6 separate regions of the Mus musculus genome follow, and all the other regions are linked to region 5. A link is a contact called in public Hi-C and HiChIP or PLAC-seq data. All regions are on one chromosome and are shown on one strand. Each heading gives the region's core, a stretch centred on a gene start, on an enhancer-like site or on the middle of the called end of the contact. The rest is flanking DNA. Distances are from core to core; before and after follow the strand shown.

Region 1 (4,144 bases), core at 1,600-4,099, 500 kb before region 5:
GGGGGGAGAAGATCATAGAGGGAAGTGTGTGAGACTGAGCCTACAGCCCAGATCTCAGACGCCAGGGCTCGAAGAGCAGCAGCCAGCAGAGGGGAGCCAGGAACTCCGAGGACCTAGACACCAAGAGAAGATGCCGCGCATCCCAAAGAGAAGGTTAAATCCTGCCTGTCCATTCTCTGGCTTTTCGGGGAGAAGTTGAAATTAACTCTGCAGTTCCTAAAGTAAGATTCTCTCTTTTTCACGTGTCTTTCCTTTCCTGACATGGATGGTATCTGCTGGAACTCACTGTAATATCTCTCAGTTACAATAAACTATGCAAAGAGCTGTGGGGGAGGAAGCAGTTTGAGGTGGTTTGAATATGCTTGGCCCATGGGAAGTGGTGCTGTGAGGACTTGTGGCCCTGTTGGAGTAGGTGTGGCCTTGTTGAAGTAGGTGTGGCCTTGTTGGAGGAAGGGTGTCACTGTGTTGGTGGGCTTTGAGGGCTTCTATGATCAGGCTCCACCCAGTGGGAGGGGAGAGAGAGGGGGAGGGGGAGAAATAGGGGAGGGGAAAGGGAGGGGCAGGGGGAGGGAGAGACCTGGCTGCCTGCAGAAGTGAGTCTCTCCTGTTGCCTTTGGATCAAGATTAGACCGCTCAGCTCCTCCAGCACCTTCTCTGCCTGCGTGCTGCCATGCTTCCTACCATGATGATAATGGACTAAACCTCTGACATTGTAAGCCAGCCCCAATGAAACTCTGTAAGAGTTGCCTTGGTCATGGTGTCTCATGAGAGCAACGAAACCACAACTAAGACACGGCCCTTGCTCCTGGAAGCCAGGATGCCCAACAATTGGGGGTAAAAGGACCTATATAGCATGCTTTATAAAAAGCGCTCTCTACCCTTTCTTCCTCCTTTGTCCCTCTGATTTCTTTTTCCTTTCTTCTTTTCTTCTTTCCTTACCTTCCCTCACCATCTCCCTTCTTTCTCTCTTTGTCCTTTCTTTCTATTTTGAGATGGGGTGGGAGGCTAAATTGCTCAGATTGGCCTTAAATTAACTCTGTATCCCAACTGTCCGGAAATGACAATGCTCCTGCCTCCCCTCCCAGGTAGCTGGGGTTGCATATCTGTGTCACTGGTGTGTGTGTGTGTGTGTGTGTGTGTGTGCGTGTGTGCGCGCGCGCCAGGCACTGTTCTGAGGAGTTTACAACACTGAGCCTTTTAATTCTCATAGAAACGTAAAAACGGGCTGGTGAGATGGCTCAGTGGGTAAGAGCACCAGACTGCTCTTCCGAAGGTCCAGAGTTCAAATCCCAGCAACCACATGGTGGCTCACAACCATCTGTAATGAGATCTGACTCCCTCTTCTGGAATGTCTGAAGACAGCTACAGTGTACTTACATATAATAAATAAATAAATCTTAAAAAAAAAAAAAAAAGAAACGTAAAAACATTTTTGTTGTTTTACATCTTAAAATATGTTCTTACTTTTTGTGTGGGAGGGTGGGGTGCATGTGCCTCACATGTATCGGGGGTCAGAAGAAAACTTTCAAGAGTTGGTTCACTCTTTCTACTATGTGGGCTCTGGGGATCAAACTCAGGACGTTAGCCTTGGTGGCAAGTGACCTTACCTGAGGAGCCATCTTGCACTCTGATCTCACAGAAACCTTGGAGCACAGGTACTATGTTTACATTTTCCAAATAAGGAATAGAAGGCACAAAGCAAGTGACTTTCTCAGGGACACAGAAGAACAAATGGCAATGTTTATTCCGGCTCAGCCACTCTCATTCTAGAATCTAGCCAGGCCTCTCAGTCATTCCATTCCTGGTCCGTTCCATCAGCATTTCCCCGCCCTCAAATACATCTCTCTCCAGAACACAAACAACACCAAAGCAGCAAGGCTGGGGGTGTCACTCAGTGTGGACTACCTACCCAGTGTCCCCAGACCCTGGTTCAGTCCCTAGCACTTAGTGAAGAAACACAAACACAGTGTGGATTGCTGGGGAGTTAGTTCACTAACTGCTGATATTGTTTCCTTTCCCTGGAAGGCACCTGGGCGCTGAAACCAGAGGCAGTCTGACAAGCCAAAAGATGGCTGTTTTGAGGATTCTTTGGGCGGCTGCAGAGACAGCTCAGTGGTTAGGAACTCAAGCTGCTCTTGCAGAGGGCCCGAGTTCTGTTCCCGGCACCCACTTTGGGCAACTCACAATAGCCTGTACCGCCAGCTCCAGAGGACCTGGTGCCCTCTTCTTGCCAACATGGGCACTAAACTCATGTGCACACAGCTACACACAGACACACATGTATACATGTAAGTAAAAATTAAAACTGAGATCTGTTTTTTTAAAAAAAGACTCTTTGGGACAGGTGATAGTGTTTGCTTAGCATGCGTGAGGCCCTGGGTTTGATCCACATTAATGTATACTGTATAATGTATACATTGCTATGAGGTCAGTACTCACTGGACGGTTATCAAGGTTGCCCTTGGCTACGTAGCGAGTTGGGGCTAGCCTGTGCTATATGTGACCCTATCTCACAAAAGAAAAAAAAAAAAAAGAAAGAAAGAAAGGGGAAGAAAGGAAGACATTTGGAAGACTGGAAGATATTTGATTTGGAAAATGATTGAATTCCTGTGATAGTTGCTTGTTTATTTGACAAAAATGCTTGGGGTGGGTGAGAGAACTCTCCAACTGAAATGTTCGCAGAACAGCGGGGTGCGTTGAAGGCCAATCAGAGACTCTGTGGTAAATTATCCCTAAAATGCTTGTAAGCAGTGAGAAAAGACATTTGCATTCACGCCACTCTTTCAAACCACTTTGCGGTGACATTTGGCGAAGCGCGTCTTTGGCACGAAGCCCAGTAAGTGCACACGCAGCAGCCACGTGAACAGTCTGGCGCTGCGACTCACACGACATTAGAATTAGAAGACAGTATGGCTGGGTGTCAGTGGTTTCACTGGCTTTGTAGAAGAAGCAAGTGTATTTATTGACAGGGCGCCAAACCACAGCTTCTCATTTACAAACAGCAAGTGGGCTGTCTTCTTTGTGCATGTGTTTTTTGTTTTTTTTTGTTTTAAATGACCACTTGATTTTCTTTCAAAATTTTATTTATTTAAAAAAAACATTTTAAAACATTTATTTATTTTGTGCGTGCCATGTTGCATGCAGGTATGCTGCTAGGGGACAGTCTGAAGGCATGAGCTCTTTCCTTCGGCCTTGTAGAGCCCAGGGATCAAACACAGGTCCTGTGCTCTTCTCTGCTGAGCCAGCTTGCTCCAAGGTCACAAACAAGGTTTACGGTCTTTGGAAAACTCTGCAGGTCTCCAGAGACCGTCCGTAGTCATGTGCAATGTTATTTCCCCCCAAACTGAAAATCATGGCTGTTGATAGAGAAATTTGTGGAAATCAGCACAACCCCAAAATTTATCATCTCATAAGAACATTTATTTTAAATTGAAACTAAGTTCTTCTTTCATACAGCATATCTTGACCACAGTTTCCCCTCCCTTCTCTCGCCCCAACTTCCTCCTCACCCCCCTAAACCCACCCCCATACCCTGACACCATGATGTCTCCTCTCTCCTGGATCCATCTCCCCTTTGTTTCCCTTCAGAAAAGAGCAGGTCTCCAAGAGGCCATAAGCAAACATGACAAAACAAGATATAATAAGACAAGGCCAAAGCTCGACAAGACAACCCAACAGGAGGAAGAGTCCCAGGAGCAGGCAGACGAGTCAAAGACACACACACATACACACACACACACACACAAGGAATCCCATCCAAACACCAAGCCAACACCCACCCCATAGACTCAGGTGACCTAGTGCAGACCCTTGAAGGACCTGTGCTTCTCGCTTCTGTCTCTATGGAACCCTGTGAACCCTGCAGGTGATGCGGTGGGCTGTGTTGTCCTGGTGTCCTTCATCCCGTCTGACTCTGACAATTTTTCTCCCGTCTTCCAAGGGATTCCCCAAGCTCCAAGGATAGGCACCCGATTCAGATTCGTTGTTGTTATCAGTGCCCGTGCTATCAGTGTCTTATTGGGAAAGTCATCTCCTGTGCCGATGCTTGAATAGTTTTGAAGACTACTCCCAAGTTTCTCTTCTACCAGGTTCAGTGTATCTGGTTTTATGTTGAAATCTTTGATTCATTTGGAGTTCAGTTTTG
Region 2 (4,055 bases), core at 247-2,746, 280 kb before region 5:
TGTAAACACAATTGTTCAGCCTTGATTTCAGCAGATGTTCTAACCCTATGCTAACCCTAATGTCCATGTGACCCAGGGGTGAGCATCTGGGTGGACTGGATGTGCCCTCCCAGGTCTACAGAATCAATGATGCTATACGACAGAGCACTGTATAGAACAATTCCTTCCATGTTCCATGTCGCCGCCAGAGACATTTTCATGGACAAACCCGCGCTGACGACTCATTGGTCCAGGAGTGGCACCAGAAGACTGCAGTGCCAAACCAGAGTCCCCAGGTCAAGAAATTTGCGTCTCAAGTGATCACTATGCAATGTCACTTAGAGTAGGTGCTTTTGAGAGAACCAGGCCACTCGTGTGCTGCACGCTGGAACCACGGATGTGGGTTACCTAGGCTTTATCTAGATGGCAGCTGTCACACCGGTTATTCTGGTAGGATGGCCTGCTGTGTTTGTTGGCTCTAGCCTAGGTGGGGAATCATGGACTTACTCTAGGACATATGGTCACGGTTCTCAATCTCCCTCCACAGCCTCCGAACTTTTGCTAACTCATCCATGTGCTCTCGCCCAGAAGAAAGGGAAACCAAGCTTACTTAATCGCTGACCTCCATCCACATTCAATTTGAGACAATGGATTTGAGCCTGGAAGTCTGTGTCTTAGGTGCCTTCAGCAGTAGAGACGGGCACATTCCGATGGCTGAGGCTTCCAAGAGAGCTGTTTGAGGATGAATGGGGTGTCGCTGGAGCAGGTGTTATATATTAAGTGATCCTGTCCTCCTTCTATTTGAATATGAGCCTCATCCCATGCTACCTGCTGGTAGGTAATAAATCTCAGGGCCTGACACTTCTGGAGGTCTGGGCAAATGAAGCTCCCGCAAGATAAAGTGCATTTCAGGCAAAGAGATGAACCGGTGTCAGAACAAAAACTTTATCAATGCATATATCAGAGAAAAGAAAGCTGTCCTCGAAAAATGGCTTCAGGAGGGCTTTACAGTTAGAGTCATTTCCAAAAGGCCCCTCTTCATTTTCTGCCTCTTTTACAGCACACATACTAGATTGATCAGCCTAGGCACACACCTGCATCAAAGCAGACTGGCCTTTTCTATTATGTATTTTTTAAAAACACAAGAGATTCAACCAAGAAGGGAAAATAATCAAAATATGATGTTTCATAGTGCCCAAACCTTGTGTTTTGTAGCCACTTTATAAAGGTGTATAAGCACACATTCCACACTTCTAAAGTCTGCTATGATTCAGGGAGACTAGCTCAGGTTAGTAAAGAAGAAATTACTGGTTTTAATATTCATCTGGCAGCACAAATTTTTATGAGGCCATAGGAATGCAAAATAAACTCATAATGAGAAAAATAATTATAGGCTTCTTCATCTAAGAGCCTTATAAAAATGGTTATATCCCAAATGAAGGCTCAGGAACTCTGAGTCACCCTTCAGGGCTGTTTACATAGCATTCCGCCCGAGTGTGCTGCCATGTGCTGTCTCCGTCAGGGCCTGTTTGCTAATGGAATTCCACGGGCGCCTGCGTCTTTCAGGATCAATACATCCCTACAAAACTGCCGCTGAGCACCTGTTTGGGGGCAAGCCCTTGTCTAAGGTTTCAGTACCTGGGAAGGAAAAGAGCAAAGGAAACAGGCACCCAGCACAAAGCATGTTCTATAACCCGGACGCCTGTCGGTTGGTCTAGTTAGAGGCGGCAACAGAAAGACTAAGGCTTTGATTGTATGTGAAGTTCCAATTCAAAAGGGAGAAGAGAAGAGGACTCTGGGAAGGTGCATCCTGATGACGAAAAGGTGTGGCTAAGCACCTGCAATGCCGGGAAGCCTTTGTGGGCCTCAGCTCTCTCCTCCAGCTCACAGTCCTTCTGGGAAGGCTGGGTGAACATGGCTGCTCCGTCAACCGTCGCTGAGAGGAGAGGGAATGGATGGCTCCATCTTGATGCTCTCTACATAGGGTAAGGTAGACTCCAAGCCACCCGTCCGAGGCATGTGAAATTATGAAATGGGTGAAGGAATTGGAGTGACAGGGCAGCCATGCAAGGCCTGGACCTTCAAAAAGGCAACCCTACACTTGTAAATGTCGGGGACTACTGGGATACTCTGGCACCCCATCCTATCCATTCGGAATTAGCACATCAACAGTCATAGCCTTTACTATTATTGGGGGATATAATCTGTAACTCTAAAGAAACCGCAACTAATAAACCATATCTGAATGATGTTTCGTAACATTAACAGATGCTTAAGGCAACAATAAATCTAACGCACAAAAAGGAGGAAAATTGGTTTCTCAGTGTTGATGTAGTTCTGAATTTTAAATTCTAGTAGTGGAAAAAAAACTGAATGAAAACCACCACAAGGCAACAGAAAGACAACATCAAAGAGGGTTAATTAGCATAACGAAGCATTGTGACTTAAACAATGAATGGGACCTGAAGCAAGGAGGCGCCACAGATATTAGCGATGTTAACACCAAAAAGAAAGGAGAGAGAAGTCAGCTTCCTCTACAGTTGGTTGAGTGTGGGCAGAGGTGGGGCGGGCAAACACTCAGAGATCAAAGAAGACAGGCTAGAGAACTGTGCCCCCTGTAGGAGTCCAGTAAAGATGGAGGTCTCAGTATGTGCTCTTGACTCATGGCACCTGCAAAGCCACAGTGACAAGGAGACAGGCAATGAAGGGGAAGCTTGCTTGCTCCTGCACAAGATGGGAGTCTCCCCACACCATGCCCCCATGAGCCTGAACGGAACGTCTCGTCACAAGAGTCTCATGCTGGTTGGTGTTTAAGAAACCAATAAAAGGCTGTAGGGATGTAGTGTGCAACTCAGGCATGGGAACATGAGTTGGAATTCCCAGCATCCATGTGAGAAAAGGCAAGGGGTGGTGTTCACACCTCTATAACCCCGAGGTGAGGAATGTGGAGAGGAGGTACTTACTTGGTACTTACTGACCTAGTCTCAACGGGTAAAACTAAGAGACCCCGTCTCAAAAAACAGAGGCGAATAGTGACAGAGGAAGACGACACCTAAGGTTGATCTCTGGCTTCCGCATGCATGCCCACGCGCGTGAACACACATGCACCATATAATATAAGCTTGCGTTCTCATAACGGGACTCAATACAGTGATAGCGGGTCTTCTTGCCTATTGTCTCCGTCTAAGAGTCATTGCCGTGCATCTTCACGATTTCAGAACTACAGAGCTGGGACATTAGAGGACATGGAGTGTGCTCATCAATTCATCAAGTGGCCATCGGGTCCTTATTTCCTCCCGCACAGGTTGTCGCCATCCTTGAGCAGCTGAGAATATTAGCGCATCCTTCCTGAGACGGAGCCCAAATTTGTCTTTCTGAAGTATCCACCTTCGGCCCCTGGGTAGAAGATAAATCTAAACCGTCTACAATATGAGAACCTTTCATATTCGAAAATGCTATTATGCAGTAGCCGAGTCTTTGCTACTTCAGGCAAAATACACTCAGTTCCTTTAACCTTTCATCGAGTGATTTTAAGTTTTTCCATTTCGGCAGTTACTTTCCTCTCAACTCTCTCTGGTTCCTTCAGCTCTCTACTAAAACATGGCATTTTCTGGACAAGGGACTCCCCAGGAGGTCTGAGGGGGGCCTGTACACTGAACCACCCCACCTTCTTTCGCTTTCTTGATGTTTCTATCAGGCTGAATATAATGCGTGCAGCATTTCTTAGGTAAATACAATGTGTAGCACCTTAACACCATGTTTAGTCTTTGCAACAGTTTTATGTGTGCCTGAGACAGCAAGAGGTTAGGAAACTTGCCTAGAAAGAAGCACACAGTAGCCACTGAGACTCATATTTGATTCCTGACACACTTAATTTTTTGGTCAGTCCCAAACTGTGCATATGTCTTAGATCTGTTTTCCTCCCATCAGCAAACTGTATCAATTTCTTTAAGTCTCATGTCATGTCCAACAAATAAATATTCCCTTATAACTCCATACCTGTGATTCATACAAATATTTGCCAGGAAATTACTATTAGCTGACTTGCCTGGTGACTCTTGCCTTTTTGATGTTGT
Region 3 (4,085 bases), core at 1,345-3,844, 260 kb before region 5:
ACCTCACGCTGTAAATCTTTCCTCATGTGACATCATTCGAGTCTTTATATATTTTATCAAATGCAACAATATAGTGTCATAAAGATCAGGCCTGTTGAAACTGCCCAAGTAGCAGGGTACAGTACAGGGTTATTCTACTTTATAAAAATAGAAGAGTTTAGTAGCTTCTAGAAAAGTCCAGCATTTCTATGAATGCTCGTTGAGTGAAAATTTGCTACATATACATGAGAGTGCGTGTGTGTGTGTGTGTGTGTGTGTGTGTGTGTGTGTGTTTGTGCATGCATGTGTGTGTGTGCGCTCGCGCGTGCACGCGTGTGCATGCAGGTGCCAATGGAGGCCAGAGAGGGTGTTGGATCTCCTGGAGCTGGAGTTCCACTTAATTATGAATGCTTAGAACCAAACTCAGGTCCCCTGCAGTAAATGCTCTTCAGGCAACAAGCTACTGCTTAAAGCTTTGTTCTTCTTACACACTTAAACAATAACCACCATTAAACAATAACCACCATTACAGAGTACTCCTCAGAGACTAGACATAAACAATTAATATAAAAAAATACCAGGCAAAGAGAACACACAATATGGGTATTTATTATTGTCCTAAATAATGAAAACCAATGTTTTTATAATGCTGTGAATCTATGGGGGGAAAAAATCAACACTTGTAAAAGTCCAATCACAAAACATGGTTAGCCATATGTGACTGTAGTAGTACAAGCTGACATGAATGTTATCGGCTAACCTCACATGTTTTCGGTGTGTGCATCAGAATATCAGCAGATGGGAAATCCTCGTTGGAAGAATTAGATACAAATGGCTGGTGAGAGGGCTCAGCAGAGAAAGCACCTGAGTTTCAGGACCTGGGACGCAGGGACTGGGAGGAGAGAAGTGACTCCCGCTACTTGTCCTTTGACTGTCACACATGTGGACCTAGAAAGTCCTCACACAGACATGCGTATGCACCTGCCCTACACACGTATACACATACTTGCACACACAGTTTGAATGAATGCTAACAAACAATAATAGCAGGGTAAATAGCAAGTGTTTAAAGTACAGATACAATATATCAAGATTTACACGCAACATGTCGTTCACAAACCGTATCATCTTAATATTCAGCATATAGTCCTAATCGTTCACATAATCTCCCTTTTATTTGGTCACATATTCAGTCACCAAGTGACTGAATGGTTGCCTCTGACTGCCTCTGTGCCCAGGCTCCCTAATATTACATCTAGATATTTTTCTACTGCTGGAAAGCAAGCCCATGGCCACAAACAGTCTAGGCAAGTTCTACCACTGAACTCTTCCTCAAAATTTTCTCTTGTGGTTACTATAGTTGCTACATAATTTGCTCTTTAACTCTTTAAAAAAAACACAGGCTGGCCTCAAACCCATGACCTTTCTGCCTCAGCCTCCTCAATGCTGGGACCACAGGTCTGTATCAAAAGGCCTGACTTTCTCCCTTAAATGCCAGTGTCCAGGTGTCTGACTAGAGGTAGTACAGAGTTCCCGAACTATTCACCCACGCCACTTTAAGTGCATTCCTTCCCGGTATGAGTGCAACCCTCCTGCCTGGCTACAATCTGAATTGTTTTTTTTTTAAGAAAACGTCCTCTGGCCTCCACTAGCATGCCTTCGGACGCTGTTAGCCAACTCCTCTTTGCCCTCCGTCCACCTGGAAGCTTGCTTCCTCCCTGGGGCCCAGGTGTTGGTTTCTTCAGGCTGTGCTGACCCTCATCTTTCTCACCGCCTCTGCACGTACAATTTGTTTGTTTTGATAGGGTTTCTCGGCATAGCGCTAATGCTGTCCTGGAACTCACTATGTAGATCAGGTTGGCCTTGAACTCACAGATCCTCCTGCCTCTGCCTCCCGAGTGCTGGGATTGAAAGCATGCGCCACCACCATCCGTCTGCATGCAGAACTTAGTAAAGTTTTATTTCATCTTGACATGAGGCAGAATCATCTGAGGGAACCTCAACTGAGAAAACACCTCCGTAAGGTCTGCTGTAGAGAGGCCTGCAGGGCATTTTCTTAGTTAGTGATTGATGGGGAGGGACCACAGGTGCCAGTGGTGGTTCTGAGTTCTCTAAGAAAGCGGACTGCCGTTACGAGAGAGGCTTCCTCCTGACGCAGATGGGAACAAATAAAAGAGACCCAGAGCCAGACATTCTGCAGAGAGCGAGAAACCTTGGAACACTAAGTCTTAAAAGGATGTTTCCATCAAATCCCCCCCATCAGGGTTCAAGGAACAGTGCAAAAGAGGAGGCAGAAAGAATCTAAGAGCCAGAAAGGATGGAGAACGCACACCGCCACCACCACCACCACCACCACCACCACCACCACCACCAAAACAAAACCAAAGTTCTCTAAATCCGTAGGATTGATGCACATATGAACCCACAGTGACAGAGACAACACACCCAGGACTGGCATGGGTCTGCAGCAGATGGGACTGAAGGAGAATGGACACAGAAGCTAGCTCCAACTGATAACCACTTGCAAATAAAAGTTTACTTCTCTCCAAGGGAGCCTTACTGGGGAAACAAATACTCTGAAGGGCAGCTGCATGGCCAGCAGAAGACACCAACAGGAAACCAAAATCAGTGCCGGCTCTGGAGGTTCCTTGACTCATGATGTTACATCAGAGCTTTCTTTCTTTCCTTTTCCCCTTTTTAATTGTCTTTTTTAATTCTATTTTTATTTCTTATTTTTTAAAATTTATTTTATTTACCCCCCCCCCTTTTCCCCATAGGTCCTTTGTGTAGATATTACAGCTCCCAGTTTAGTGTCTTTATGGTGTTCCTGAGGCAAATGAGTGGGTCTCTGCATTTAAATTTGTTTCTTGTGCCTTTTCTTGGGCTATTTTCCTTCTGTCTGACTGTTTTGCCCAATCCCGATGTGTTAATTTTTGTATATTTTATTATATTACTATCCCTTAGGTACCTGTTTGTTTTCTAATGAGAGATAGAACAGGTGGCTCTGGTTGGGGAGTGGCGTGGGAAGGAACAGGAGGAGACATGATAGGACATACTGCGCACTGGATATATTATGTGAGAATAAATCTATTTCAGCAAAAGGAAAAATAATGGAAGAAAAAGCAAGCAAGTAAGCATGGAAGAAAGCAAGGAAGAAAGCAAGGAAGGAAGCAAGGAAGGAAGGAAGGAAGGAAGGAAGGAGGCGGAGCAAGCCATGAAGAGCAGGTCAATAACACTGTTCCACGGCCTCTGTAGCAGCTCCTGCCTCCAGGTTCCTGCCCAGTCTGAGTTCATGCCTTGGTTTCCCTCAGTGGACCGTGATTCAGGATAGGTAAGCCAAATAAACAGTTCCCGCCCCAAGTTTATCTGGTCATGGTGTTTTATCACAGCAATAAAAATCCTAAAACAGCAGGTACACTTGATTAGCCAGTGCTAATGAGGGACCCACGTTATCTTCCAGACTGGACTCTCTGGGGCTGCGCACTGGCTGATGGGATATGGACATCGCTTTTAAAGTTCATTGGTCAAGTTTTACAATTTCCCGTTCTTCTGATGACCTCATGACTAGTAGCCTTCTATTAGGAAGAAAAGCTAGCCCTACCCTTTTGTCTGTAAATACAAGAGATAGCCTAGAGGGTCCTGGACTGGAGCCCAGGGTGCTGAAGAATTATAGCTCGAAAGGAAGAGAACCAAGAGTCAAGGGTGAAGTGAAACTGGGCATGTTGTCCACATCTCATTACTTTCAAAGCCCAGGGACATCTGGGAAAGCTGTCTGGCTTTCCATCTTTGGTAAACATTAGAATAGGGGACCCAGAGCCATGGCCCAGAGCCTCCCCAGTGACTCTTAGTTCTTACATTTGAGAACAGTCTTGCTCTGAGGATGATCTCTCCATAGAGCGCTACACAAGCCTCAGGTTGCCTCTGACCTGTGCACTATCCACTCTACGGCCAGCCAGCCTTTGTCCCTGCGAACTCTTGAGCTCAGCGCACTCAAGTTCCCAAGGAAAAAGGCGAATAGCCACCCACTCGTGGAGAGATCAAGGAGGACTCTTCCTTGGACTATGAGAGGCATGGTGAGGATGGAGCTGTGTAAAACATGATGCTCT
Region 4 (3,887 bases), core at 144-2,643, 370 kb before region 5:
CAGCAGCCCAGTGACAGGTACTGATCAAGTCTTGAGGTTGCCATTGTCATCAACTGCATCATGTTCCCAATCTCAGAGTGAGTTCTCAGAGGCCAGAGGACAGGAGACACCAGACAAATGAAGGGCTAGGGCAGGAGAATCCTAGGCTGAGGGAGCAGCCGGCCCAAAGATGGAACACAGCAGACTCACTTCTGAACTTTGTGGTCCACAGCATGACTAAAGATGAGATAGAGGACTCAGCAGGTAACAGGTGCCCAAGGACAATAGGCTTTGAGTGGGTTAAGTGGGCATTGTAAGCTAAGGGTGAAGGGACTCATATTTCCTCTGGAAGGCAGCTGACCTGTGAATGGGTTGAAGGACAACTGAATATTCTCAGGACTATGTCCAAGCATGTGATAATAATAGCCCGAGCGCGGAACGAATGAATGAATGAATGAATGAACGAATGAATGCCTAGAGAACAATAGAAATAATTAGGGTTCAATCCTGAAGCCCACTCGTAAGAATGACTACACTTAGAGGGTTGCATATTTTACTTTTAGAGAGTGGGAAGAATAATTTTGTGAACTATGAAAAGAATTTAAATCCTGTGTTGCTCCATTAATGATCAAGACAAGACATGTCTTAATAAGAGAATTAGCAGCACAAAAAAAAAGAAAAGAAAACAAAAGAAAAAAGGAAAAGAAAAAAAAAAGATAAAAGGGAAAAAAAGAAAAAAAATCCTGGGAGGAGAAACTGTTGGGGGAGGATCATGTTTGGGAACTAATTGAAGATTTGCGATAGTAATTTTTAAATCATAGACATGAATTAAGTCTGGACCGTGATGGCTGCATTCACTACACACAGCGGTTGGAGGATGATACAAATGGTTATATGATATTATATATTGAACCTCCACATTACAAGATTGTTGGAAATTAAGCTGTTTGTAACTTCCTTTGGAGGCAAGAGAAATATGTGTGCAAATGTTAATCAGGCCCCCGACCTGTCTTTTGGTGCAGTTTGATAGCCATATCTGGGATGGGAGCCAAACTCTCCTTTAGGGGAGAGCTAGCAGTCCCTAGAGCCTCGGTGATGAATTGCAGAGTCTGGGAACAGGAGAGGAAGTGGCCAGGACTAGAACAAAGGGCTGGAGCTGTGGTGGGTGCCTGGCTCCTCGTGGCTGCAGGCGGTATGTTCTGTGACTCTGGCTTTTATACAGCTCCTTTCTCAGCCCTCAGAATTCTTAATCCTATTTTCATTGCCCTAGGTAAACCGGAAAATATTTCCTTCTTGAATGCGGTTACTCACACAATAAACAGGTAATAAACATTTTACTGCCCTGAGCAGCCTCCTGCCGGGCAGGCAGGCTGGGGAGAAAAGGCTGCAGTGGGTGACCCCCTACAGGACAAACTGCAGGCGACAAAGGAGGCTAGTAACCCTTTAATAGTGCTCACCTCAGTGGTTCCGGGAGAGTGACCCTGAGCTGCTGGCACGAATTAGCCAGCCCCAGCGCTAGGGAGTCCTCCCTGCTTGAGGCTAGTAAGGGAAGATTTGATTTCACCAAAAGGCAATTTAGTTGCCATTTCAAAGCTCTGGCTGGCTAAACTAAGGATGTGGATGAAGCAGGGTTTACAATCTCTCATCTTAAACCTTGAGCAGGGAGCTCTGAAGGCTGGAAGGCCGGAGAAGTAGTTCTGGAAACAGGGATTCTCTCTCTAGTTTGCATCTTGCTTTCCAACACATCTTTATTTCCTTGTTCTTCTTGATATCTTCTCTGTATATCTGATTAGATAATTCTTATCATCCTTTGTCTTGTGCAAAACACAGTGGACATCTTATCTTCCCTCTCTCCCTCCCCTTCTCCCTCCCCTTCTCCCTCCCTCTCTCCCTCCCCTTCTCCCTCCCTCCCTCCCTCCCTCCCTCTTTCCCTCCCTCCCTCCCTCCCTCCATCTTGCTTTTCTGAACATCAAACCCAGGGCTTTGTGCATGCATCCTAATCCAACATCATGTAGATGTGTGTGTGTGTGTGTGTGTGTGTGTGTGTGTGTGTGTGTGTATGTGTGTGTGTATACACATCACACACATACACACACACATATATATACACATACACATACTCTTAAAAACATTTCATTTTTCATGTATTTATTATTTAGGGGCACTGTGGAGGTTAGCCAGTTCTCTCCTTCCACCTTGAAGATTTCTGAGGAGGAAACTCGATCACCAAGCTCGGTGGCAAAGTGATTTCACCAGTGGAGCCATCCTGTTCTCCAACATTTTTTCAATCACACCCAGGGTTCCCTCAAAAGCCTGCTACCAGGCTGGGAGAGATGGCTCAGTGGATAAGATTCTTACCAGGCAAGCCTGAAGATCACAGCTCAGATCCCCAGACCCACAAAAGGCAGACAGATGTGTTAGAAGGCACCTGAAACCTTGATTCACTTGCGGTGAGATGGAAGGCAGAGACAGGACAACACCTCCAGCTAGCCGGACTTCTACAGTGGTGATCAATAAGAGACTCTGCTCAAAGCAAGCTGGGAGCAAGGACAACCAAGACTGTCCTCTAGTCTGTACATCTGCTCTGCTCTGTCTGTCTGTCTCACTCATTCTCTCTCCATCTCTCTCTGTCTCTCTGTCTCTCTCTCATTCTCTCCCTCCTCTCTCTCTCTCATGCATGAGCACACACGGACACGGACACGGAGACACACACACACACGCACACGCACACGCGCACACACATATACTTTCTTCCCTAAAAGCCTGTTATCTTCAGCTCAGTTAAAGCTTTTTGAGATTTTCAGCTGCCTGGGAAATATTTCAGTTCTCTTTCACTGAAAGTATAACTCACAACAGTGAGGAGACACTGTGCCTTCCTTCCACTGTAGGAAAGAAGGCATAGCCAAACAGAATCGGATAAAGTCTGCCCCCCCCCCACCATTCAACTTATTACGGAAAATTAAAATCTTACTTACATAAACATTCCCCACCAAACAGCACACCAAATCTGAATGTATTAGCCCAGGGCAAACGATAAATGCATAGATAATTTTCCAATTCATATAGGATGAAATAATGATTATTTTTTATAAATCAACAGTTCTATGAGGCCAGCTGCAGTTAATTTATGGTATCTGGTTCTAATCTTATTTGAGAATATTAATTTTTATTGTACTTTGTTGCAGAATGGTTAGGACTGGCAAGCAGGTAACTGTGATACTGCCCAGTATAAAGGAGTATTTTTGCTTGAGACCTGATGGGGTGGGGGGGAGAGGCACTCATTCTCGATGTAGCTTCTGTCTGGACACAAGGACACAGACGCCTGCACATCCCTTCTGCTTTGGCATTTCCTTTGGACTTTTCCTGGAAGGGCTAAGGGAATGACTGACAGTGAGGAGTCACCTAGCAAGCACACTCAGGAGCTCAGCAGAGAATGACAAAGCCGCCGACTGCAGCAGGGCTCCTGGGCTGTTTTTGGACATTTTGGCAGAGAATTTCAGGTACATAGGGGATTTTTCCTCCACTCCTCTTTGGGTGCCTCCTACAGAGAAAGGATGCAGGTGACACTCAGAGCAGACACTTGAAAACTGAAAGACTGTGACACCCCCACCCCACCCCCACGCAAATGGAACAGAATGGCCCTGGATGGGTACACACAGCAGCAAGGGGAAAGAGAACACAGGGTAGGGATCAGACAGGCGGGGTCTGTGTGAAAAGGGACAGCCTGAAAAGAGCAAAAGGCAGGGTGTAACCAGTGCTAGAGTTTTATTAGGCATCTGTCCTGATTAGCTTTAACTGTCACCTTGACGAAGCCTAGAGTCATCTGGAGGACAGCCACTGCGCAGGAATTCCTAGAGCAGAGTGTATGTGTGCAGCTGTCTTGATTGTTCACTGACACAGAAAGGCTA
Region 5 (4,037 bases), core at 458-2,957:
GCGCGGTGGTACAGAGAAAGGTGAAGGCGGGGCGCGGAGAGGAGCAGCGTGGTTTCTACTCCTGGGTTCACTCTGGTTCGCATCGATTTCTAAGACAAGGAGGGGGAAACTTTTCCTGCACCTCACTCTGGCACTAAAGCTCCCTCCTCCCCTTGGAGTCGTGACTGGCTTCTCTCCCTCTCATCCCTTCCTCCCCAAATCTGACAACCCTGACAGATTAACAGGTAGCGGCGGCGGCGAAAGCGTTTACCCTGAGAAAAGTTGACGTTAACCCTTCGTCTCCATCCCACCTCATCCCTCGGTGCAAATCAGACCCTCACAGCCCCCAAGCCAGGAACTCCACGCCCCCGACCCCAACGCGCACCCCAGTGAGCCCTCACCATGATCAGCGTATGGTTCCTCTGCTCGGCTGAGGCAGCCTCCGCATCTTGCTGGGTTTTACTCGGGTGCTGCTGCTTGCCGCTGCCGGCGCCCGATTTCTTGGCTCTCTGCTCCAGGGTCCTCTGATAGAGGCTCACGGTGTCCCGGCGCTCCAGCTCCAGCTGCTCCACCTGAGCCTGCTGATACCTGTTCTCGCAGTTGACGTGGTGCCGCCGGCAGCCCTCGATGCGCTGGCGGAGCCGCTCGACTACCGTGCTGTGCTTGGGGACGGCCGCCGAGCTGCCGCCGGGGCCCCCGGAGCCGCCGCAGCCGCCGGCAGCGGGGTGATTGCCACTCGGAGCAACCGGAGTGCTATTGGGAGTATTCACGCCGATCCCGGCCCCGCCGAGGCTGCTGCTCAGGCTGCTGTTGATGCAGATACTACTACCATTCGCGGCGGCAGCGGGGGCTGCGAAATCCCCCATCCTGCTCCCGGGGCACACTATTTTGGAAGAACTTTTTTTTTTAATCCACCCCCTATCAGCCTTCTCCTTGGGTCCAAGGATTAAAATAGTTTAAGTGGAACGCGGGGGAGACGCAAGCACATGGATGAAAAAACAGCGATCCCCACGGGGTGAAAAAAGGGGGAAGAGATTTTGGGGTGTTTTTTTTCCTTAAAAAAACTGTAAAGATCGAGGGGAGAAAAAAAGGGGGTGTTATCAGAATACCATCAGACACCTATCAACAAATAGAATCCCAACAAACTGAGCCGGCAGCAGATCGGCTTGCAACTCAAGGGGAGATCCGCTCCTCGCCTGCCTCCTTTTAATAATCCATTATTTTCTAATAAATTCCAGGAGGTTTCCGGTGGTTGGCAAGCATTTTCTCCCTACGTACCGAAAAACACACCCCATGTACACACACGAGCGTGTGCCTCCAGTGCGGACACGCGCGACACACACTCACTCCACGCCGCATCGGAAAACGGCGAGCTTGCTTATTGCATTTTCCTTCCACAAAAAAGTTTTGGTGTTTATGCCGCCCCGTGTTCTCAAAGTACTTTGGCTGCTCAGTTGCATTTCACAGGAGCCTAGACATCGAGTCCTCGGGCTGGGCAAGTAAACACATGGACAGTCCGAGGCGACTGCAAAAGTAGATCGCTGGAGTCCTTTGCGAAACGCCGCGCGGAGAGCAGCCACTAATGCTCGGCCAGGCTGCCGCTGCCGCCGCCGCCTCCGCCACCATCACAATGATCAACTGCTCGCCGCCGCCGCCGCCTCCTCCTCCTCCTCGCGCTCCTCCACCTCCTCCTCCTCCTCCATGCCAGCGGAGTGATATCAGGACGCGCGAGCTCAGTAAACACGGCAGCGGCGGCGGCTGGAGGCCGTGAGACAAGCCCGGGGACCCGGTGCAAAACCCGGCCCGGACTCTCCCCTGGCGGGAGCGGGCGCGGCGCGCACCGACCTGACTCCCGCCTCCCTTGCCCCCCCACCCCCTCCCCTTCCCCAATCCAGCTGCTCCCCAGGCTGGGAAGCCCCGACCTGCCAGGAAGAGGGGGGAAAACAAAGATTGGGGGGAATCTTAGGAGTGGATCACCTTTTGACCCGTGTGTGTGTGTGTGTGTGTGTGTGTGTGTGTGTGTGTGTGTGTGTGTGTGTGTGTGTGTAAGTGAGCGCGCGGCGCGCGTGTATGTGTGTGTGCGCGCGCGCGAGTGCGCGGGGACGCGCCAGGCTGGCTGTGTTTCCTTCTGCCCAGCGAGGTATCCAGCGAGCCCAAGTTGTTGTTATACATTTATGCATTATATTGCAGAAATGTGCATGACCAGGCAGAAACAGTGCAGCTTCCCAGCAGCTGTCATCCCCACCCATGTGAAATGAAATAGGCAAACGAGTGGCTTGTTTTCAAGGCCCAGAGAAGACCCTGCTAGTGAACTCTTGCTCAAACTCTAGGACCCTCTTTAACTCAAATAATTTTTTTTCCTTACGTTTATTTGTTTATTGGGAAGAAGTGCCTAGTGCCACACCCCACGCACGCTTAGAAGTCAGAAGACAGCTTTGTGGAGTCCTCTAAGGTGGGTACTTGAGTTTGAACCAAGGTTGTCAAGATCTGGGGCAGTCAGTCACCTTTACCTCCTGGAAATTTCATCAAAGTACCCATTCCTCAATGAACAGAACTAAGCAGTCAAAACAAAACAAAACCTTGGGATATTATTTATTTCTCTGTACATAACGACTGTGGTTATTATGACGATTATTGTTTTATTTATCCTTGAAAAAAAATAAAACCAAGCAAGCAGGGACTTGGAGGTGAGACTAACAGTACATTTAAACAGACTGTTTTGAACACTAGGTGCTAATGACGGCAGCAATTAAGGGTCCTGCCTAAATCAAGTGGAAAGATTGCAGATTTCATGCTTTAGAACTATAGAAAGAAAGAAAGAAAAAAAAAACACAGCATTTCACAGTTTGTTGTGACCAAAACAAAAACAAGCCAAAAAGTGTGTGGGGGGCAGGCTTAGCTTACCACTAGATATATTTTTTTATTTCAATGGATTCACATTCACAATAGCACGATTGAAATGGAGTAGCTGCAGAGAAGTAATCTCAGGTTTTGTTAATTATTATCACACATTATCTACCCAGACACTGAGTAGAACATCTGACAAGAAAGTTCAAACACCCTTGGCTCAGTCTTACACCATTGCCCAGAGACGTCTGCAAAAATGAAAAGGCAGAAATTGCTAGCACTTCTGGGGTCCCTGGGCTACAGACCTCGATGGTGGGGTGTTCATGAAACGGCTTTTTGAATGGATTTGGGGGGGGGAGGGGGTAAAAACACAGCCCTGTTTTCTAAAGTACCCAGGAATAAAAGAAGGCTGGGCCTTGTTTTTTGTATGACAAAACTTTTCCCGGGGAGGTGCGATACACACACCTACTCATTCCAGACAGAGAACCCACCACAGACCAGAGAACAGATGCCATCAAAGGTCCAACTTAAAGAACCAATGAGTTTCATTGGTGTTACTTACAGGAATATGGGTGAGGGGTTCCTTACTGGAGCAGAAATTACTCAAAGACAGCTGCCTCACCACAGCCCACCACAGCCTGGGGACAGCTCACAAGAGCTGGAAACCCGGAGCACACTGCACAGCCTACAGGCAACTCAACAGGCTGGACTGGGTCCTTTCCTGGAGGTGCCTCAGTTGACCTAAACCTCTTCCAGGTAGCTTGGCTGGTTTCTGCAGCTTCTGAGTAGCTGATCTGATCCCAGTCTTCTTTGCAGCTTGGCTTGTCTGAGTGTTTTTGTTTTTGTGAGTTGGGTTTTTTTTTTTTTTTTTTTTTTAACAGTTTCTTTCCCAAGTCTGAGAGCAACTCTTAGCTTCTATCATTTACTCTGGCTGAGAGGAGCCTAGTGAATCTGGTCAGTTTCAGGGACTTCCTGAAGCTGTTTTGAGTAATTTACCTTCCTGCTTAAGGAGCACTTATGCATTAGTCATGAAGAAGCCTCTTCATTTCTTGGCTTTACTGTTTAGTAGCGATGCTGTTTCTAACCTCATAGTATCAGATATCTGTAGCTATAGTTCTCTTCATTTAATTGGGTCTATATGGTGAGCTGTATCTTTAATACCCACTGAATTATTTGGCTTTGAAAAGGGGGAACAAATTATTTATCTTGGT
Region 6 (4,147 bases), core at 1,013-3,512, 300 kb before region 5:
AAAAGAGGCAGCTGGTCGGAAGCAGGGTGTAGCCCCAGATGGGCAGGGCAAGGGTTTGCCATAAGCCCTCTGGAAGTGCAGGTCAGAGCATCTATTTCCACTTGGGCCCCTGCTTTCACAGGAAAGCCTCTTTTATATACTGAGAATGGGGTGCTGGCCTCGATGGAGATGGAGGAATTAGCAACAAGCATTCTTAAGCAGGAAAAATATACAGAAGAAGCCTTATAGACTAAAACAAACAAACAAACACCCCCAAACTAAAAAAGCCCAACTTTCTACATGAATTTGATTGACATTAAAACATTATCCTAACCACAACAAACCATAATCACTTGTGTATCTCAGTGACAAGACCCAGGGGCATAAAGACAGGAATGAGAGACAGATCCATTAAAAACATAGGTTTCAGTTGACGGTGGGCTTTAGTGGGGTGCTTATCGTTCTTATACAAAAGCACCTGCTGGGGAGTCATACAGCCTTCTGCTGGAATCCGTATAAAACCCAACTGGTGATATGACGAGGGTTAAACTGTGGTAAAACATAGGTCTCCGTTCCTCTTGGAGCAATGCTGGGTTCTGTGGGTCACATTTACAGCCACAAAAGCTCTGGCGCAAAGGATTACTCCCCACTTCTATTGGCTCTCATCTGTTTGCGCACATGGAGGCCCAGTCAATGTACCTTTAGACCTGGTGTAAGGCAGATTCTAAACCCAGAAGTTAAGGTTTGGGTGCCTGCGTGTCCGAGTGTGTGTGTGTGTGTGTGTGTGTGTGTGTGTGTGTGGTGCCTTTAGGCTGGGCGAGCATAAGCGGGAAGCTCAGTCAGCCAGCAGCGAACATGAAGCACCATATAAGAATGCTCTAGAAAGTTTTACTAATTTTGAGTCAAAGCAATTTTAATAACTCTGCATTAACTACAGTCATGTCATATAATTAATCAGAAGGTAACCACCACTGTCTGGGAGATGGGGTTCAGGAAGTTAAGCATAATTAGAGAGGAGATGTGAGGCGCAGACGAAGCCTTGCATTTGTGTGTACCCCAAGAAGTTAGTTCTGGTCGGCGGCTAAGGGAAAGGTCATCTACAGAGTCCCATGCTGCAGATACGTTTCCTTTTGACTGAGGAAAACTGAACAGCTCTGATGAAAAGATAAAGAGAAGGAGCAAGAGGAAGATGTCTCCTCTGATGTGAATTCTTTTGTTTTTGTTCTTTTTGAGACTGGACCTCGCTGTGTATCCAGGACTGGCCTCGAACTTGCTATGTGGATCAAGATAGCCTCGAGTTCACAGAGATCTGCCTGCCTCTGCCTCCCGAGTCAGACTGCCATGTCAGACTCCTGTAAACTCTCTTATGTCTGCTTAGTGTCCAAAGAAGCCAGAAGAGGGGCCAGATCCCTCTGCAACTGGAGTTACAGACAGTTATGATCTATCATGTAGGTGCTGGGAATTGAACCAGGGTCCTCTGGAAGACCAGCCAATGCTAAGTCATTTCTCCGAAACCTGATGTAAATTCTTGAGTAGCAACTTGGATCCAGGTAAAGTTAAAGTTAATATAAAGGTTTTCGCTAAGAGCTGAAGGTAAAGAGAGATGGCTCCCTGCCCACTGCATCAATGGCTACACAGATGCAACAAGACGAAGGGGCTAAAGAATTCTTGAAAACTGCCTTTACTAGAGGATGGGGCTGAGAATCTGACACTCATTAATAGGAATCCCCATACTTCCTCAGATTCAGCAACCACGAGTGAGCTCATGATTTGCCGTACCGCCCCTCATCCTTGTCCAACAGATCAATTTATTTTTTTCATGGAATATTCTTTTGTTGGCCTGTCTTTTGCTCCTCCCCCAACGAGCAACTGAGTTCGGAGCGGATATGCAGTGTGAGCGTGCGTGTGTGTGTGTGTGTGTGTGTGTGTGTGTGTGTGTGTGTGTACACCCAGGATGCAGTTTCTTGTTCCCACCCTACATTGTTTGTTGAAATAAATATGGAAATCAGGTTGAGCAAGCCAGCCAAGCCAGCCAAACTGAAATAAATTCATCACTCATGGGCTCTCAGGGGAGGGCAACAGTGCATTTTTTTCTAAATGATTATTTCTGAAGCACCGAAGGAATGGCTATATCACTAATGAGGCCTGTATGCCATGACTGCTGATTATAAATGACCCGCAAAGAGACAAGGAGATGGTGGGTATGGAGATACACTTGGGAGGATCGAGAGAAGCAGCTGGGGGTGGAGGCTGCTACCACCAGGGCCAAGCGGAGGAGACGCACCCAGAACGCACTCTGTTTTTCTCATCCAGAGCTCCATTCCCAGAGCAGCATGTGACTTATTCTGTGTGAGTTCGGGTGAGTGGAAAGTTTCCAAATGCCTCACAAAGACAGCAAAAAACAGCTCATGGCTGTGTCCTCAGGGCGCCAGAGATATCCCTCTCTTCTGTGCATAGAAGTTCTTACTAGATCTGCAGAAGATCTAGTAGGGACTCAAGGGACACAAACCATACCATGGCACTAAGTGATGGCTCGACTCCCCACTAGAGGCTGTTTCTTGATAGCTGTGAACTTGGACTAGAGGATGGAAAGCCAGTCCTGGCATCAGAAAGCAAGTGTTCTCGGAGCAGATGGTGGAGGCCAGGCCAGGCAGACAACTCTAGATTCACAAACCTAGGACTCTCAAAAAGTCAAGAGGGATTGCCACAAAAGGGAGCTTTGTGACTCAGTGGCACTCCTAGTCCACGGTGATCTAAGGAAATATCCATAGCATTTCAGCATGACCTGGCAGGACTCGTTCAGACAGCAGGACCTGGTGTGCAATGTCGGCTGCTAGAAAAGGCCCACAAGGACCCAAGTTCAAATCCCCAGAACCTATGTAAACAGCTGGGTGTCTCAGTAGCAAGTACCTGTAATTCCAGAACTACTCTGGCGAGATGGGTGGTCGAGACAGGGGAATCTCTCAAAGCTTAGGGCAGGCTAAGGTGGCATATGCAACAGTGAACTAGAGACCGTTTCTCAAAGATGGTGGAAAATTGGGAGACACCTCTACATGTGCGTTGTGTGCATCCATGTCTTCATTCACACACACACACACACACACACACACACACACACACACACAGAGCACAATGGCCTGGCACGAACCACCTTTGACAAATGACATGACCTAGTCTTTGAAGGCAGAGGCACAAGCAACTAACATATGCTTTCTGTTGCTGTTGTTGTTGTTTGGCCTGGCATTGCGGTGTAGCACAGGCTAGTGTGGTCTTTTTATGTAGCCCAGGGTGGTGTGTGGTGATTCTTCAGCCTCTGCCTCGCAACTGCTTTTGTGAGCTTTTAACAACCAACAGTGAATTTGAAAATGAGTGTATCACTATGTTTATTGCCCTATGGCAACATCCTTCTAGAAAGTACTGGTGGGAGGAAAGGCCCTTCTGCAGCCTATCAGACTAGGGCTTTGCGACACGACATGAAACCAATCAGAGACTGGGATGGGTCCAGGGGCTCCTGAGCTTATGGAAGAGGCTTGCTGTTTGTCCACTGTGTGCCCTCCTGCAACATCCAAAGAGGATTCCAGAAATAGTGTTTCATAGCTCCCATGCATCCTTCCGCATGCACAGCTGTAGATGGAGAGTCCCCCGCCATTCACAGACTCCGAGTGAAGCCCGTGCGTTGGCTCTTTCTGCTCAACACTGGAGCTGCTCTAGGATGCTGGCAACCAGTCACGGTGAAAGGAGCCAAGGATTCTGGGTGACCACCTTTGACACTAGAATCAAATGCTATGTGGTTTCAAGCATGATGGAGGAAATTCTGCTCACTGAATTCGTTAAAACGGTCTTCATAAAACAGGGAGGAGGGGGAGGATGTAGGGGACTAATTATAAAGTTCCACTCAGTTTACTCAGCTCCTCAGCCTGGCTGCCATAGCAAGAGAGACTCGATGCTGTTAGCTCCCTCCCCACAGCCCTCTAGGCAACAAAGAACCACTCGTCAGCTAAGAGAAAAGCAGCAAGCAGCCGGCCCTGGCCTTCCCCTTCTTCATCGCTGGTGAGAATGCTACTGCCAGATCTGTCTTTCTCTCTCATCTTCTCCACCTAAGGTCAAAGAACAAACAGGCTTCCCCAATAATCTTAACAAAGAAAAGAACGGAAAGTCACCCAGGCCA

Evidence for each region. A called contact is a pair of places that touch in the nucleus more often than the background predicts. HiChIP or PLAC-seq counts read pairs in DNA pulled down with a chosen protein or histone mark.
Region 1: an H3K4me3 HiChIP or PLAC-seq map of embryonic basal ganglia shows a contact between it and region 5, with 4 times the contacts expected there. The contact joins the enhancer-like site here to the promoter of Maml3 in region 5. A contact is called at or near these places in 2 of 39 promoter capture datasets (the 3T3-L1 cell line and neutrophils), 3 of 484 Hi-C or Micro-C datasets (bone marrow-derived macrophages, embryonic stem cells and nephron progenitors) and 11 of 115 datasets of contacts at active chromatin or transcription factors (the 230-238 cell line, astrocytes, craniofacial prominence and 8 more).
Region 2: a Hi-C map of cerebellar granule neurons shows a contact between it and region 5, with 2.4 times the contacts expected there. The contact joins the enhancer-like site here to the promoter of Maml3 in region 5. A contact is called at or near these places in 3 of 39 promoter capture datasets (the 3T3-L1 cell line, the HPC-7 cell line and frontonasal cranial neural crest), 1 of 15 datasets of contacts at CTCF or cohesin (the NIH/3T3 cell line), 6 of 484 Hi-C or Micro-C datasets (bone marrow-derived macrophages, cerebellar granule neurons, cerebral cortex and 3 more) and 26 of 115 datasets of contacts at active chromatin or transcription factors (the 230-238 cell line, the NIH/3T3 cell line, the SCID.adh cell line and 20 more).
Region 3: a contact with region 5 is called in an H3K4me3 HiChIP or PLAC-seq map of bone marrow-derived macrophages, with 3 times the contacts expected there. The contact joins the enhancer-like site here to the promoter of Maml3 in region 5. A contact is called at or near these places in 6 of 39 promoter capture datasets (the 3T3-L1 cell line, HPC-7-derived erythroid cells, frontonasal cranial neural crest and 2 more), 1 of 15 datasets of contacts at CTCF or cohesin (the NIH/3T3 cell line), 6 of 484 Hi-C or Micro-C datasets (the HPC-7 cell line, bone marrow-derived macrophages, embryonic fibroblasts and 2 more) and 27 of 115 datasets of contacts at active chromatin or transcription factors (the 230-238 cell line, DN3 thymocytes, the NIH/3T3 cell line and 20 more).
Region 4: an H3K4me3 HiChIP or PLAC-seq map of embryonic forebrain shows a contact between it and region 5, with 6 times the contacts expected there. The contact joins the enhancer-like site here to the promoter of Maml3 in region 5. A contact is called at or near these places in 13 of 39 promoter capture datasets (the 3T3-L1 cell line, 3T3-L1-derived adipocytes, the HPC-7 cell line and 9 more), 1 of 15 datasets of contacts at CTCF or cohesin (pro-B cells), 7 of 484 Hi-C or Micro-C datasets (the Ba/F3 cell line, the HL-1 cell line, the HPC-7 cell line and 4 more), 28 of 115 datasets of contacts at active chromatin or transcription factors (the 230-238 cell line, the SCID.adh cell line, T-cell acute lymphoblastic leukemia and 19 more) and 2 of 9 other capture datasets (embryonic tail and pancreatic islet).
Region 6: an H3K27ac HiChIP or PLAC-seq map of SST interneurons shows a contact between it and region 5, with 6 times the contacts expected there. The contact joins the enhancer-like site here to the promoter of Maml3 in region 5. A contact is called at or near these places in 6 of 39 promoter capture datasets (the 3T3-L1 cell line, the C10 cell line, cranial neural crest and 2 more), 2 of 15 datasets of contacts at CTCF or cohesin (both in the NIH/3T3 cell line), 21 of 484 Hi-C or Micro-C datasets (the HL-1 cell line, the N1E-115 cell line, Sertoli cells and 11 more), 27 of 115 datasets of contacts at active chromatin or transcription factors (the NIH/3T3 cell line, SST interneurons, T-cell acute lymphoblastic leukemia and 22 more) and 1 of 9 other capture datasets (liver).

What each region holds. Positions count from the first base shown.
Region 1 is chr3:51,601,177-51,605,320 of GRCm38.p6, forward strand. No RefSeq gene overlaps it. Among named protein-coding and RNA genes, the nearest start is that of Setd7, 42 kb to the left of the region's middle. Within about 2 kb of position 2,850, at least 54 of the 459 cell types and tissues checked have an H3K27ac peak or open chromatin away from gene starts, as enhancers often do. A contact at or near this core is called in bone marrow-derived macrophages and embryonic basal ganglia, where this site is marked.
Region 2 is chr3:51,824,230-51,828,284 of GRCm38.p6, forward strand. All of the region lies in intron 2 of Maml3 (mastermind like transcriptional coactivator 3), which reads right to left. Among named protein-coding and RNA genes, the nearest start is that of Gm46803, 120 kb to the left of the region's middle. Within about 2 kb of position 1,497, at least 14 of the 459 cell types and tissues checked have an H3K27ac peak or open chromatin away from gene starts, as enhancers often do. A contact at or near this core is called in cerebellar granule neurons and pancreatic cancer cells, where this site is marked.
Region 3 is chr3:51,842,892-51,846,976 of GRCm38.p6, forward strand. The region is part of intron 2 of Maml3 (mastermind like transcriptional coactivator 3); the gene reads right to left. Among named protein-coding and RNA genes, the nearest start is that of Gm46803, 140 kb to the left of the region's middle. Within about 2 kb of position 2,595, at least 7 of the 459 cell types and tissues checked have an H3K27ac peak or open chromatin away from gene starts, as enhancers often do. A contact at or near this core is called in bone marrow-derived macrophages, where this site is marked.
Region 4 is chr3:51,738,133-51,742,019 of GRCm38.p6, forward strand. The region is part of intron 2 of Maml3 (mastermind like transcriptional coactivator 3); the gene reads right to left. Among named protein-coding and RNA genes, the nearest start is that of Gm46803, 32 kb to the left of the region's middle. RefSeq lists an enhancer at 720-1,724. Within about 2 kb of position 1,394, at least 105 of the 459 cell types and tissues checked have an H3K27ac peak or open chromatin away from gene starts, as enhancers often do. A contact at or near this core is called in the Ba/F3 cell line, the HPC-7 cell line, the N1E-115 cell line and 13 more, where this site is marked.
Region 5 is chr3:52,103,299-52,107,335 of GRCm38.p6, forward strand. It overlaps Maml3 (mastermind like transcriptional coactivator 3), which reads right to left and starts at 1,708. Exons shown (of 5, transcript NM_001004176.2): 1 at 381-1,708. The coding sequence starts at 845.
Region 6 is chr3:51,806,144-51,810,290 of GRCm38.p6, forward strand. The region is part of intron 2 of Maml3 (mastermind like transcriptional coactivator 3); the gene reads right to left. Among named protein-coding and RNA genes, the nearest start is that of Gm46803, 100 kb to the left of the region's middle. Within about 2 kb of position 2,263, at least 29 of the 459 cell types and tissues checked have an H3K27ac peak or open chromatin away from gene starts, as enhancers often do. A contact at or near this core is called in SST interneurons, cerebellum, cerebral cortex and 4 more, where this site is marked.